Linked DNA regions of Mus musculus: regions 2 and 3 are each linked to region 1. The links are chromatin contacts, called in public HiChIP or PLAC-seq and promoter capture Hi-C maps. All regions are on one chromosome and are shown on one strand. The core of a region is the stretch at or near the end of the contact, and the rest is flanking DNA. Distances in the headings are between cores, read along the strand shown. Region 1 holds the start of Kif26a (kinesin family member 26A). Region 2 has its middle 27 kb from the start of E330035G20Rik. Region 3 holds the start of 5033406O09Rik (RIKEN cDNA 5033406O09 gene).

What was found. Promoter capture Hi-C pulls out the DNA fragments that hold promoters and counts their contacts. HiChIP or PLAC-seq counts read pairs in DNA pulled down with a chosen protein or histone mark.
Region 2: an H3K4me3 HiChIP or PLAC-seq map of embryonic midbrain shows a contact between it and region 1, with 5 times the contacts expected there. The contact joins the enhancer-like site here to the promoter of Kif26a in region 1. A contact is called at or near these places in 12 of 39 promoter capture datasets (the C10 cell line, the HPC-7 cell line, cranial neural crest and 8 more), 4 of 15 datasets of contacts at CTCF or cohesin (embryonic stem cells, large pre-B cells and stem cell-derived epiblast-like cells), 15 of 484 Hi-C or Micro-C datasets (brown adipocytes, cerebral cortex, differentiating embryonic stem cells and 6 more), 18 of 115 datasets of contacts at active chromatin or transcription factors (SST interneurons, VIP interneurons, craniofacial prominence and 11 more) and 3 of 9 other capture datasets (adipose tissue, embryonic stem cells and pancreatic islet).
Region 3: a promoter capture Hi-C map of stem cell-derived epiblast-like cells shows a contact between it and region 1, with 2.8 times the contacts expected there. The contact joins the promoter of 5033406O09Rik here to the promoter of Kif26a in region 1.

The regions. Positions count from the first base shown.
Region 1 is chr12:112,144,242-112,148,141 of GRCm38.p6, reverse strand. It overlaps Kif26a (kinesin family member 26A), which reads right to left and starts at 1,934. Exons shown (of 16, transcript NM_001097621.1): 1 at 1,736-1,934; 2 at 1,186-1,428. The coding sequence starts at 1,777.
Region 2 is chr12:112,377,251-112,381,150 of GRCm38.p6, reverse strand. No RefSeq gene overlaps it. Among named protein-coding and RNA genes, the nearest start is that of E330035G20Rik, 27 kb to the left of the region's middle. Within about 2 kb of position 2,155, at least 7 of the 459 cell types and tissues checked have an H3K27ac peak or open chromatin away from gene starts, as enhancers often do.
Region 3 is chr12:111,942,865-111,946,764 of GRCm38.p6, reverse strand. 5033406O09Rik (RIKEN cDNA 5033406O09 gene) reads left to right here and starts at 2,283. Exons shown (of 3, transcript NR_029464.2): 1 at 2,283-2,608; 2 at 2,699-2,880; 3 at 3,554-3,900. It overlaps Gm36757 (a long non-coding RNA gene), which reads right to left and starts at 807. Exons shown (of 3, transcript XR_003950158.1): 1 at 393-807.

The DNA of each region.
Region 1 (3,900 bases), core at 685-3,184:
TGCAGGAGACCACAGACCTCCATTGACGGCCCCCAACCCCACCAGTTCACTACTATGACCGCAGCTTTTCCTTTACTAGGACTCCATCCAGTCGGCCAGGTCCTGGGCGGCAGCACAGTCAGAGGGGGAGGCAGCTCGGCTCCTAGATCAGCTTGCTTCCTGAAGGACCTCGGGAGAATATCCCAAGGACCCTCTCTGAGATCCTCAAGGCTTTCTAAGATCCAGGGCTCAGCAAAGGCCATTGGCAAAAGCCAAACAACACCCATGGTCAGCCATCCCATCCCATTCGGGTCCACAGATCTAGCTGGTCTGAGAGGCTGTTAACATCCCCGCCACAGACAAGCCAGGGGACCTGGAAAGGAGCCCAGCATAGACACACCTGACTGGCATCCACCATATCTGACCCAACCCAAAGGAAACCCAGGGTCTCCTCCTAACCACAGCACTCCTTAGAGGTACTGGGACAGGATGGGGACTACAGGCGCTTCCCAAGGACTGTTCACCAAGGCTGAAGGTTAGAAGCAGCTTCCTGTGGAGACCCCCCACACCCCTGCATTGCACACTTCCAGAGACCATTGTTCCCTGGAACAATACTCCAGTTCTTTACATGCCTGGCAAGACTGGCCGGAAAGCCCAGTAGACTCCTCTCCCACCAGCGCCTGCCTGCCATGCTGCAGCCTGGGAAACCCCGAGGCTCAAGAGTCATTACCCACACGGAAGGCCTGGGCCCCAGAGGCAGAGAGCCAGGGCAGGGCACAGGCCCATAACAGACACTGAGTAGGTATGGGACAATGATGCACGGCCCCCGGGTGCAGAAAGGGGCCCACTCTCTCACCTTTTATGCCCTCTCTATACAGGCATGCCAATGTCCAGATGCCCAAAGTGCCTCACCATGACAAGCCCTGCCCTGGGAGTGAGGTCCCGTCTTCCCCTTTTCTACCCCTCCCAAACACAGACTGATTCCAGCTGTGGGACATCTGTGGCTAGGAAAGAAATTTACCCAACCCCCTATGACACGCAGCAGGCCTCCTAGGGTGAGGTGCACCAACACACACTCTTGCAGACTATGGCACGGGGTGGGGGTGGGGGCACGATGAACTCGCCACGCTCCAAGCCCCAGCCCCAAAGATTCCCAAGTTCCAGCCCTTCCCTGTTTGAGATATGGCCTGAAGAGGGGTCACTTACCCGGAGAGGAGTCCCGGGCCCGCTGACCAACTTCCACGCCTGTCGTTTTAGCTCCACGAGCTTCGTGTGGCAGTGGCGGCACCACCCGCCCCCACCGGCCGAGTGGCTCTGCTCAGCGCTGGCCCCGGCGCCCTCCGGAGCAGGGCGGCTGCTGCATGGGTCTTGATCGAGCCCGGCGGGCAGCCTCTTGCGCGGGGATACCTCAAGTGGCGGGGTCTCTCGAGCCGGGCCGCACTCAGCCACCTGCGGGGGTTGGAGATGGGACAGTAAGCCCAAACCTTCGCGCGGCGCCACTGCGGGACTCCACGCGGCCGACTCCAGACCCAGTCGCTCACGCCCCTAAAGCCACGCTCGCACAAAAGTTAGGGCCCTGGATGCAACGCCAGGAGTCCCTGAAGAAGAAGCCCCAGCCCGACGCTCGGGGCCCCGTCCCGCTCCGCGCCCCACCCCTAGAGGGCGCTGTACACCCCGCTAGCATCATCGTTGTCCTGGGCTCTGAACCCGGTGCCCGTCGAGCCCAGCCGCCCGCTCCTAGCAGGGCCTTGCGTACCGCGGGCTGCACCGCACACAAGGAGGCGCCGCGGCCGACCATGGCACGGTCGCAGGAAGGGATACGTTGGCTCTCGGGGTACAGTGGCTACGTGATCCGGCCCAGGGGCACCCCCATGGCCAGGCCTGCTGCTCTGAAGTTGGCAGAGCAGGCGAGTGGCGGAGAGCACGCTGTGGACGCGACCGGCTTGCTCCGGGACAGGCTGGGCGGGGGCGGGCCAAAGCTTGTAGGGGGAGGGAAGGGGGCGGGACGCCAGAGCGCCGCCCCCATCCTGAGCAGAGCCAAGTGGGCGGGGGTCCCGCTCCTCCTTGCGGCCCCGCCTACTGCTAGGACCCCCAACCTGTTAGTTGAGTGTTGATGCGGGAGGGGCGGTGGGGGCTGCCGAGACACAAGTTACGCGCACGCATGCGCCTCTGTCTCTCCTGAGCGAGGATGGAGTGCGCCTCCTGGGAGGCACCCAACACTCTCATCACTTTGCGAGCGGGAAAACTGAAGCTTTTGCCCAAGATCGCACAGCACGAAAGCGGGTGGGGGTGGGGGGATGGGGGGTAATGAAAGGGGCTGGACCCGGGCCAACGGCTTCCCCAGAACACCCAGAGCACTTGAGTGTGTCTGGCCATGCTTTGGCGCCAACTGTCTCTCATGGATGAGGGTCGTGTTTCAAGAAGTGCAGTGAGGGGCTACGAACTGTCTCGAAGTGTCCTTGCAGCCGCGCCTGTGCCTTAAAATGGATTGCACACTGAGCCGCCTGCGAAGTGGGAGGAAGCGCTGCGGCTTGGCCCTGGGGGTGTGCCGGACCTGTTGTCTGCCGGCCTGGCAGATGGGGAGTTAGCTCCGGAATTAATTGCCTGTTTGTCTCCGACCCGGAGGTCTCCCTCCTTCCCCAGCGACCAGTTGTTGCTCTCGCCCAAGTCAGACCCCAAATGTCACCACCTTCTGAGGTCGCGGGGGACTCCGGCCCAAGCTCTGGATCAACCCGAAACCCCAGATAGGAGCCAGGCGGGATCTGCGGCGTGGCTCCCCGTGACACAAGCGCCACCTGCCGGCCGTAGTGAGCACAGGTTTCGAGGGCGCAGAGACAGGACACCACGCGTTCTGAGCGCAGAGCTTTCCGCTTGAGGCTGAGACTTAGGACAGCTGAGCCAGGGTGATTCAAGGAAAGACCCTGGTCGGACATCCCCAGAGCAGTCAGACCTTCGCACGGTATAAGGTCTGTCAAACGACCTCTCCTTTCCCCACCTGGACCCTGCTTACTTAGCCCTCCACTCCTACGCACTATTGGCCAAGAGTGGGATGAAGATCCGGTTTTCCAGGTCATCTACGACTTAAAAGAGTCTGTAAACACGACAGGAAGTCATGAATAAACTGGGAACGGGCTCCCCACTTTCTGCAACCCCCAAGCCTCCAGGCCCTTCTCAGCCTTGCGAAGGGAAGACAGGCAGGCGACGGCCCACCATGGGATCCGGGTAGCCTCAGGCACCACCCTCCTCAGTCCACCCCTGCAAGCACTACAAACAGCGTCACCCCGCCCGCCCCTCTACCGCACTGAAACAAACACCCGGGGCCCAGGAGGCTCATACATTGTTATCGACTTACACACACGCACACATACTCCTCACACGCACACCGAGAAGCATCACCCGGAACCCAGGGCCTGCGCTCATGATGGGCCACACCCGCAACTTCACTTCCCCGCACCAGCGCGGTTCTTCGGGAAGCATACTCTACGTTCGAGTTCCCAGAGGACACAAAAACACAGCTCCACAAGACCCCGGGATGCACCAAGCAACCAGAATGATCTCAGAACTCAGATCACCTCCCCCTAGGCTTTTTCCTCGCCCATCCCTGCAAGGTGAGATAACCGCGATCTCTGCGCTACGCTCTCCTCCGTGGAAGATCGCTGCTCAAGGCTCGGGTTCCAGCGTAGCCTCGACTAGAGAGGGAGAATCAAGCGGCATCAGCTCGGGAAAGTGCAGATACAGGTCTCCGCCCGGGACCTGCCGCGTTTTCGCGGTGCTGCGCAGCAAAGTCGCGGGACGGCGTCACCACTGCCAGCCCGGCCCCGCGAGCTCTCACCTTGCCTCGCCGCCGCAGGAGGTGACTGGTGAAACCCAGGATGATGTCTGAGTCCAGGCAGAGCGACCCCATCTCTAGCAGGCTTGGAA
Region 2 (3,900 bases), core at 906-3,405, 230 kb before region 1:
GGCAAAAGTCCTACCCTATCAATCCCAGGGTGCACTGTCTCCTAGAAGAGGCCAAAGTGCCTGTACTTTGCTGGCTCTTCTCTGGGCCCCCAGGAGATGGGAGAATCATGAGGAGATGAGGAAACCTGAAGAGATGTGGTACCCTGAGGATCTGAGGTACCCTGAGGAGATGAGGGGTCCTGAGGAGATGAGGGGTCCTGAGGAAGTGAGAGCTTTGAGGATCTGAGGTACCCTGAGGAGACGAGGGGTCCTGAGGAGATGAGGGGTCCTGAGGAGATAAGGAATCCTGAGTATCTGAGGTACCTTGAGGAGATGAGGTACCCTGAGGAAGTGAGAGCTTTAAGGATCTGAGGTACCCTGAAGAGATGAGGTACCCTGAGGAGATGAGGGGTCCTGAGGAGATGAGCTACCCCAAGGAGCTAAGGTACCCTGGAGAAGTGAGACACGGTGTATCTCCCACACCCCTGGGGATTTTCTTGGGTCAGTGTCTAGGTCTGTGCCAGATTTGGGTCAGAATACCTGGTTCTTCTTAGAGAAGCCCTGAGACAAGTTAGGGCTGGCCCTCAGTTTCCTCAGCTCAGACTTGCTCATTTAGAACAGCCCTTTCTCAAGAACTGACCAGGCTCCTGGAGAACTACATCAGCTCCCTGTTGTGGGTACAGACTGGCAAGGATTAATGAGCAGCCCTTTGCCCCAGGCCTGAGGATGCTCAACCCCACCCCCATTGCCTGGCAGGAAGTCAATGCCAGGGTCTTAGATCAGGTGAGAGCTCGCACTGCAGTCAGGCAAATAATTGCATCAAGCCAGCGATTGGGTTCCTGGCCCCTCTCTGACTGCGGCTCTCCTCATGCTGACCTCAGCAGAAGGGGACTTCTTGGGGATTTGTTTCACCCCTGGTCCTACAGGTTGTGTGTGATTCCTGAGTAGTAATAAATCAAACTCTCTTACCCGTGCAATGGTGTGTGAGAGCAGCCCTCACCAAGACTCAGTGTCCGGTCCTTTCCAGGTCCCTACCTTCTCCTGTCCTATTATGTCCTCTGGGGTGGGGAGCAGCAGGAGACAGGAAGGGAAGGCACTCATCTTTCATTCTCCTATTGCCCATCTCATTCATTTGTTCATCCATTCGTTCATTCATTCATTCATTCATTTGTCCATTCATTTGTTCATCCATTCCTTCATTCATTCATTTATTCATTAATTCATTCATTAGACATTCTCAGTGCTTCCAGAATGCGGAGTTGGCCCTATGTGTGTTCTGGACAGAGACAGACAAGTCCTGTGCCTGCTCTTGGAGAAGGAAACACAGGTTCCAAGAATATTTCCTTGACAGAGTTAGAAGGCATGTGGTATGTTGGAACCCCAGACATGCCTGACCCCCAGAATGTCCATAATTTTGCCTGACCTTTCAAACTTTGCATCAAGCTGTACCAAGTGTGGGGTGTGTAAGTAGTTCCCAGGAGGCCTCATGGAGGCTGGCTATGCTCCAGGCCCTGTGACAGCCTGGCTTCCCTGTGGTTAGCGAGGCTGAGGAGAAGCTGAACACTGGGAAATGCAAGGGTCTGCGGGGGTGAAAGGTCAGCTTCCAGCCTGGGTCTCATGCAGCAGCTCTTGTGTTTGCATGGGACCTCGCATCAGTCTATACTCTGCCACTGTAACAAAATGCCCAAGTCTGGGCACTTTGTGAAGAAGAGAGATTAGCTCCCAGCTCCGAAGGTTCAGAGGCATAAGGCTGTCACCATCTCAAACTCTGATGGGCACTTGTGGTGGCTTATTGATGCTGTACGTGTAAGGGGGAGACATCTTATGATGAGATGGAGAGAGCCAGGAAGAGGTTGGGAGGAAGGGAGAGGGGAGGGCAGAACACACTTGCTTTTAAGCAGCCCTTTCTCAAGAACTCCAAAGGCCCCAGGAGAACTGCACTGGTCCCTTCCAAGGGAGCCCTGATCTCAAATACTTTCACTTAGAAGTTCTATTCTTTTCCCACTTCCCACATGGGGACCATGCTCCCAGTATGTGGATGTTGGGGCATAAACCATACCCAAGCCACAGCAGGCCTGCCCGGCCCCTGGAAAGAGCATGCTGGGTGTGGAGAGCTCCAGGGTCGTGGCTCCAGCCTGTCAGGGAAAAGCGAGGGACAATGGAGCCCACTCTACATTGTGTTAAAATGCCATTTCTTGTGGAGACAAGCACACAGGGATAAAGAAAGCTTCCCCGAGAGTATCAGCCTTTGTGGAGAGCAGAAAGGCTCCATTTGCGGCCTGAGTGGATTCCCAGGGTATTGATGGCTCCGGGCTACGCTTCACTTCATAGGATGGGCTTCAGCAAATGGTTCCTCGTTTTCATGTGAAGCAAGCTGTTGATAATGTGCCCCGTTTTCTGTAATTAAAACCTGAATGGCAGGTCCTTGGGCATTCAGTATGTCAGGAGCTGAAGTGCTGGGCTGGGCCATGTACAGTAGCCAGCCTCCTAGCTAGAGTCTGGAGTCTCCATGGTAGACAGAGAGTACAGCTAGACACTGCCATTCTGCTACCTGACTACCACATGTCGGACCACGCAGATGTAAGTGAGTGCCAGGCCTCTTTGCGGGCACTGCTCCTGCATACAGCCCCTACTGCCTGGCCCACCCACCCAGTCCTGGACTCTCTCGTCCACCTGTCCAGCAGCTATCCTCAAGGCTGCCTGGTCCATGCCGACTGCCTGCAGGGTCCATGCAGCCCATTGCAGGGTTGGGCTGTCTCCCTGTTGGTGTGGGTTGCCGGACTCGGCACTTCTTCCAGACAGTGGGGAAACAGTCCTTCTGGGCAAGTGAAGAAAAGGATGGGGCTTGGGGGCGGGGAAGGAAGAGGAGGGGAAGATCCTGGGCCAACCCCATCATGGATTTTTGAGTGTTACGAGTGAAATCTCTTCTGGTATCGATGCCTCAGTGTCCCCATCTGTCACTGAAACCTTGTGTCATCAGATAGGGGCGGACTAGTGTGTAGTCTAAACAACCCTGTCTGGAATCCCACCATCCACTTTTCATGCTTATCTTGCTTACATCCTGGGGACACCATGGCGAAGCTCGCAGTCAGGGTGCTTTGAGCAATAGCAGTGCATTCTGTCTGGGAGAGGGAGGAGCCAGGTCAAGAGACAGGTGTCTCCTTCTGAAGGGACCATCAGACCCAGCCTCATTTCTGTGGGGGTGGCCATCTATCTTTGATGTTCCTCAGTCTGTAGAAATATTTCACGGAGCTGACCTTCAAATGGACAGCATCCATGTCCGAGTCTCCCTGCCAACAGAGATGCTGCCCCACGGGAGATGGTGCCATATTCTCAAAGACTTGGTTTTAATTTAATAGAGATAGCTCCACCTGCAATGAGCCTATTTCCCAGTAAGGTCACATTCTAAGGGCATCTTTAGGGGAACAATACTGAGCCCTGAACATCTGTGGATGAGGTAAGGGCTAAGCATCAGGCTTAGTTCTCCCTCCTCCTGTCCCCCTGTCTGGTTAGGCTAATCGCAGCTTTCCCGCACCAGGGACTCTCTGCTCTTTCCCCTCAGCTGTGGGAGCTCTTGTCTCCTCATTAGGCACAGAGTTGGTCTATTATGCTGATGCTTCAACTGGCCAGACAGGCAGGCTGGTACCACCTCTCCAGTCATGGCTGCATAATAAGGTGTTCTATAATGAAAGGCTCCGTGGTGTTGCTTGGGTACAGGGCTGTGGTGGTGTGGAGAGGACCCATGTGTGACAATGGTGCTCACCCAGGCAGGCAGGTGAGTGTGGCCATCGACCACCAAAGGGTCCTGGGTTAGAGAGAAGGGCACACAGGTGCTACCAGGTAGCTGATGGTGACCTCTGTCCCAAGACCGACCAGTTGGATGATGGGAGAGGTCACACCCCTGAGACCCAGGAAATTTGT
Region 3 (3,900 bases), core at 1,034-3,533, 200 kb after region 1:
AGATGAAAGACAGCACACTCTACTGGAGTCCTGTCCAGGGTTAACAGTCCTCAACTGCAGATGAGGTGGCAATACCAATCAGCAAGGTAGTGTATGACCATATGACAGTGAACTTAGGTGACTGAAGTCCCTCAGGACACAACAGTCTGGGATAGGTGAGAATGGAAATCAACTTAAAACCAGGGAGAGAGACAAGAAGGCTACCCTGCTGCCCCAGCAGTCTAGGAGAGAATGGGTATCCGAGCTGTGCAGACTGTGGAAGCCCCACTCTGCAGGAAGAAGGTCTCCCTAGGAGACAGCAACAGATGCCACAGACTGGCCCTGGCCATGCTCATCCCGCTTTCAGGGACCCATGAGTCCCTCCTCCCCCAGCCCCACCTAGATGAGGATACAGGAGAGCCAGGCTCAGTGATGACTCCGGGAGCAGAAGGAAGTCCTGAGTCACCCTGGCCGGGAGCAGGAAGTGGTTATCACCAGAACCAGCACTCCCAAAGCCCAGGAAGCCAGAGTGTGACGTCACAGCGGTGATGTCACCAGCCAGCAGGGATAGGAAGCATCTGCCAGGTCCCCAGCAGCCAGCCCTGTGCTTCTCCGTTCATCCTCTGTCCCTCTGTCCACCATGCGTGCTGTAGTTTACCCTGGGCACCGTGGCTGGCTGGGAATAGCTGAGTGAGGGCCTTGTCTAGTCTAGTAGGACACAGTGTGTGGTTCAGAGCTGGCAGGCGGGGCCTGGGCGGCTAGGGGGCGGGGCCGTGCCTGGGACCGCCCTCAGGAAAGGCCTCACTGAGCAGTTGGTGGTGTCTGCTTTGGGGCTTTGCAGGGCTGTGGGCCAGAAAAGATTCCATTATGAACTGTAAGCTTTTGTGAATGTGGAAGGTTTGTAACTAGTTAGGCATTCTTTCCCACCCCCCCTTCCCGCCCAACCCCATCACACATACAATGGAGGTGGCTCTGGTCTCAAAGTTCCTTGGGAAGCCAGGTTCCCAGATGAGAACCAGAGTTGAGCAAACAAGTTCCAGGGGATATGAGGGAGGGGGACCTGGTGAAAGCCTGGCAGTGTCCGCGGGCACCTTTCCGTGGAGTTCTCAGACATGTCGCTATTGCACCCTGCTCTGTGCCTGCATGCTCCTCTGTGTTCAGAGAAGTGAGGAGGAAGAGGAGGATGCCCTCTGGGCTGAAGAGGAGTAGCTAGGGGTGCCACTTAGTGGAGCTTGGTATGAGGGCTGCCCCGAGGCCTGACCTGCTTCCATGGCTGGGGCATATCAAGGACAGCACGGGAAGCGGGCTTAGCCTTTACTTCTGGCAGGGGCAGCCTCCTACAGCCTCGCAGTGGGTGAGGACCCCATCCAAGGACGGTATGCAGGGACTGAGTGCCCCCTCAGTCTCTCCCTCAAGGCCCACGTGCAAGCCATCAGGAGTCTTCCCCCCAGGGTTCATTCAGCTTTGGGATACATCAGGTCTCCAGAGCGACCTGGAAGAGTGCCTGGCCCTCACTCCCACCCCTACATCCCACACAGGAAGCATCTGGGGAAACAAGATAAGCAGCATGCCGGGTGGTCACAGCAGCTGGGGGTGGGGTGGGGGGAGGGCAGGCCGGCTGGGTCAGCAGCTCTCTTGTCCAGCTCTTACCCAGACCTACCCTACAGTTCACACCGAGCGAGGCTCCCCAGAAGTGTGTCGTGGATGGTCTTCAGGTGGGGAAGGACTGGGGTTCATGGCATTTCTCTCTACCAGGGTCTTAGTTGAGCTGTGATTTTAGTAAATTATGATTGGGCAAGTCATCCCATCATGAGGTGGCACCAACAACAACATCGCCCACACACACTGGTGCCTAAAGGACTTTATCACTCGGCCACATCACCTCTATAACCAAAAAAATAACAAGGCACTTCAAAACCAATAAAGTGACAGTCCCCAAGCCCAGCGGGCTGCAGATGATATCTTATCAGGGCAGAGTTGAACTCCCATTCGGGTCAGGGTCCAGAGGCTCCAGGCTACCAGCCTCACAAGGGTTGTGACCTTGGTGACCAGTCTCATGGGCCTCCAGGGAGGCTACCTGGTGACTCAGCCTCTTCCTACAGCCCTGTAAATAGCCAGAGTCCATCCACACGGAGGCTGTGTGAAACTGCCTCCACCAGGAAGGGAAGTTTTAACTGGCCCAGAACCCCACAAAGCCCCAAAGCAGACACCACCAACTGCTCAGTGAGGCCTTTCCTGAGGGCGGTCCCAGGCACGGCCCCGCCCCCTAGCCGCCCAGGCCCCGCCTGCCAGCTCTGAACCACACACTGTGTCCTACTAGACTAGACAAGGCCCTCACTCAGCTATTCCCAGCCAGCCACGGTGCTCAGGGTAGACCGCAGCACGCATGGTGGACAGAGGGACAGAGGATGAACGGAGAAGCACAGGGCTGGCTGCTGGGGACCTGGCAGATGCTTCCTATCCCTGCTGGCTGGTGACATCACCGCTGTGACGTCACACTCTGGCTTCCTGGGCTTTGGGAGTGCTGGTTCTGGTGATAACCACTTCCTGCTCCCGGCCAGGGTGACTCAGGACTTCCTTCTGCTCCCGGAGTCATCACTGAGCCTGGCTCTCCTGTATCCTCATCTAGGTAGGGCTGGGGGAGGAGGGACTCGTGGGTCCCTGAAAGCGGGATGAGCATGGCCAGGGCCAGTCTGTGGCATCTGTTGCTGTCTCCTAGGGAGACCTTCTTTCTGCAGAGTGGGGCCTCCACAGTCTGCACAGCTCGGCTCCCCATTCTCTCGTGAAGGTAGGCCAGGAACTGGGTTTCCTAATGAGTGACCAGGAAAACGGAACTTTCAAGGGGCGTGTCTGTTTAATGAGGAATCAGCCTGAATGGAAGCCAACCCAGTGCCTTTCCAGGTAGGCAGGCCAAGGCCAGAGGAAGGAAAGCTGGGTCTCTGTTGGAGCAGGAGGGCAATATGGCTTAGGCTTGGGGAGAGAACACAGGTGCCACCGTAGCCACAGTGTCCATGAGCCCCATCCCCCACCATGCTGGCCAAAAAGAAACAATTGATGAACAGAAGGGAGGAAAGATGCCTCCAGCAAAATCAGGCAGGAGGAGACCAGAGCTGTCATTGCGCTCTCTGTCCCCAGCAGGCCGAGCTCGCACTGTCATGGGGTGGAGGAGGCTCAAGCCGCCCTAATTAGAATATCAGTTAGACCCTGCTTTTCCTGACCTGCTGCTTCGAAAGCTAATTCTTTGTGCTTCCACAAGGCAGGCCCTACAGGGACAGAGGGGCTTAGGAGGCACAGCCAGAGGGCTCAGGCTCTCAAAACCCAGGTCTGCCTTGCAGGGCCAGTTTTGGGCCTTTAGTCTGGGATGGACAGACGGCTGGCCATCCTCATGAATCGCCATGGTGCCCAGTCTGGACGGTCCATGCGGCCCAGAGCAGAGGGAAGGGGGCTCAGCAGTGATGAAGATGGCTACAGGAATGTGCAGGCCCAGCCTCCTGTGGTGGGGAGTCCAGAGCTGCTCAGACTGACTGGAATTCCTGTTGCTCATGCACGCTTCTGGCTTCTTTTTCGGTTCTAGGTACAAGCTGTTGTCATGAAGCCTGGAGTTTTTCCGAGATGCCAGAGGCAGCAGCGCAGTGCTCTTGTTTCTCATCTAAACCTGTCCCTTTCTCAGAACAGAGCCCGCGTGTGTGATTCCTTCGTGGTCCCAGAGCGGGTCATCTTGCTTGCAGGGTAGCCTTGGGGCACCACTGCTTGTCAGGGTTGAGCAGAAAGGCAGACCAGAATCCTCTGAGTCCCCCTCCCACTTCCAGCTGGTTGACTGACATTCCACCCGACCAGAAGGAACCAGAGGAGGAAGAAGGCCTGAGAAACTGGAGGGAGGCTGCTCAGGCGGTTCTGTAGAATGTTCTAGAATACCTAGAA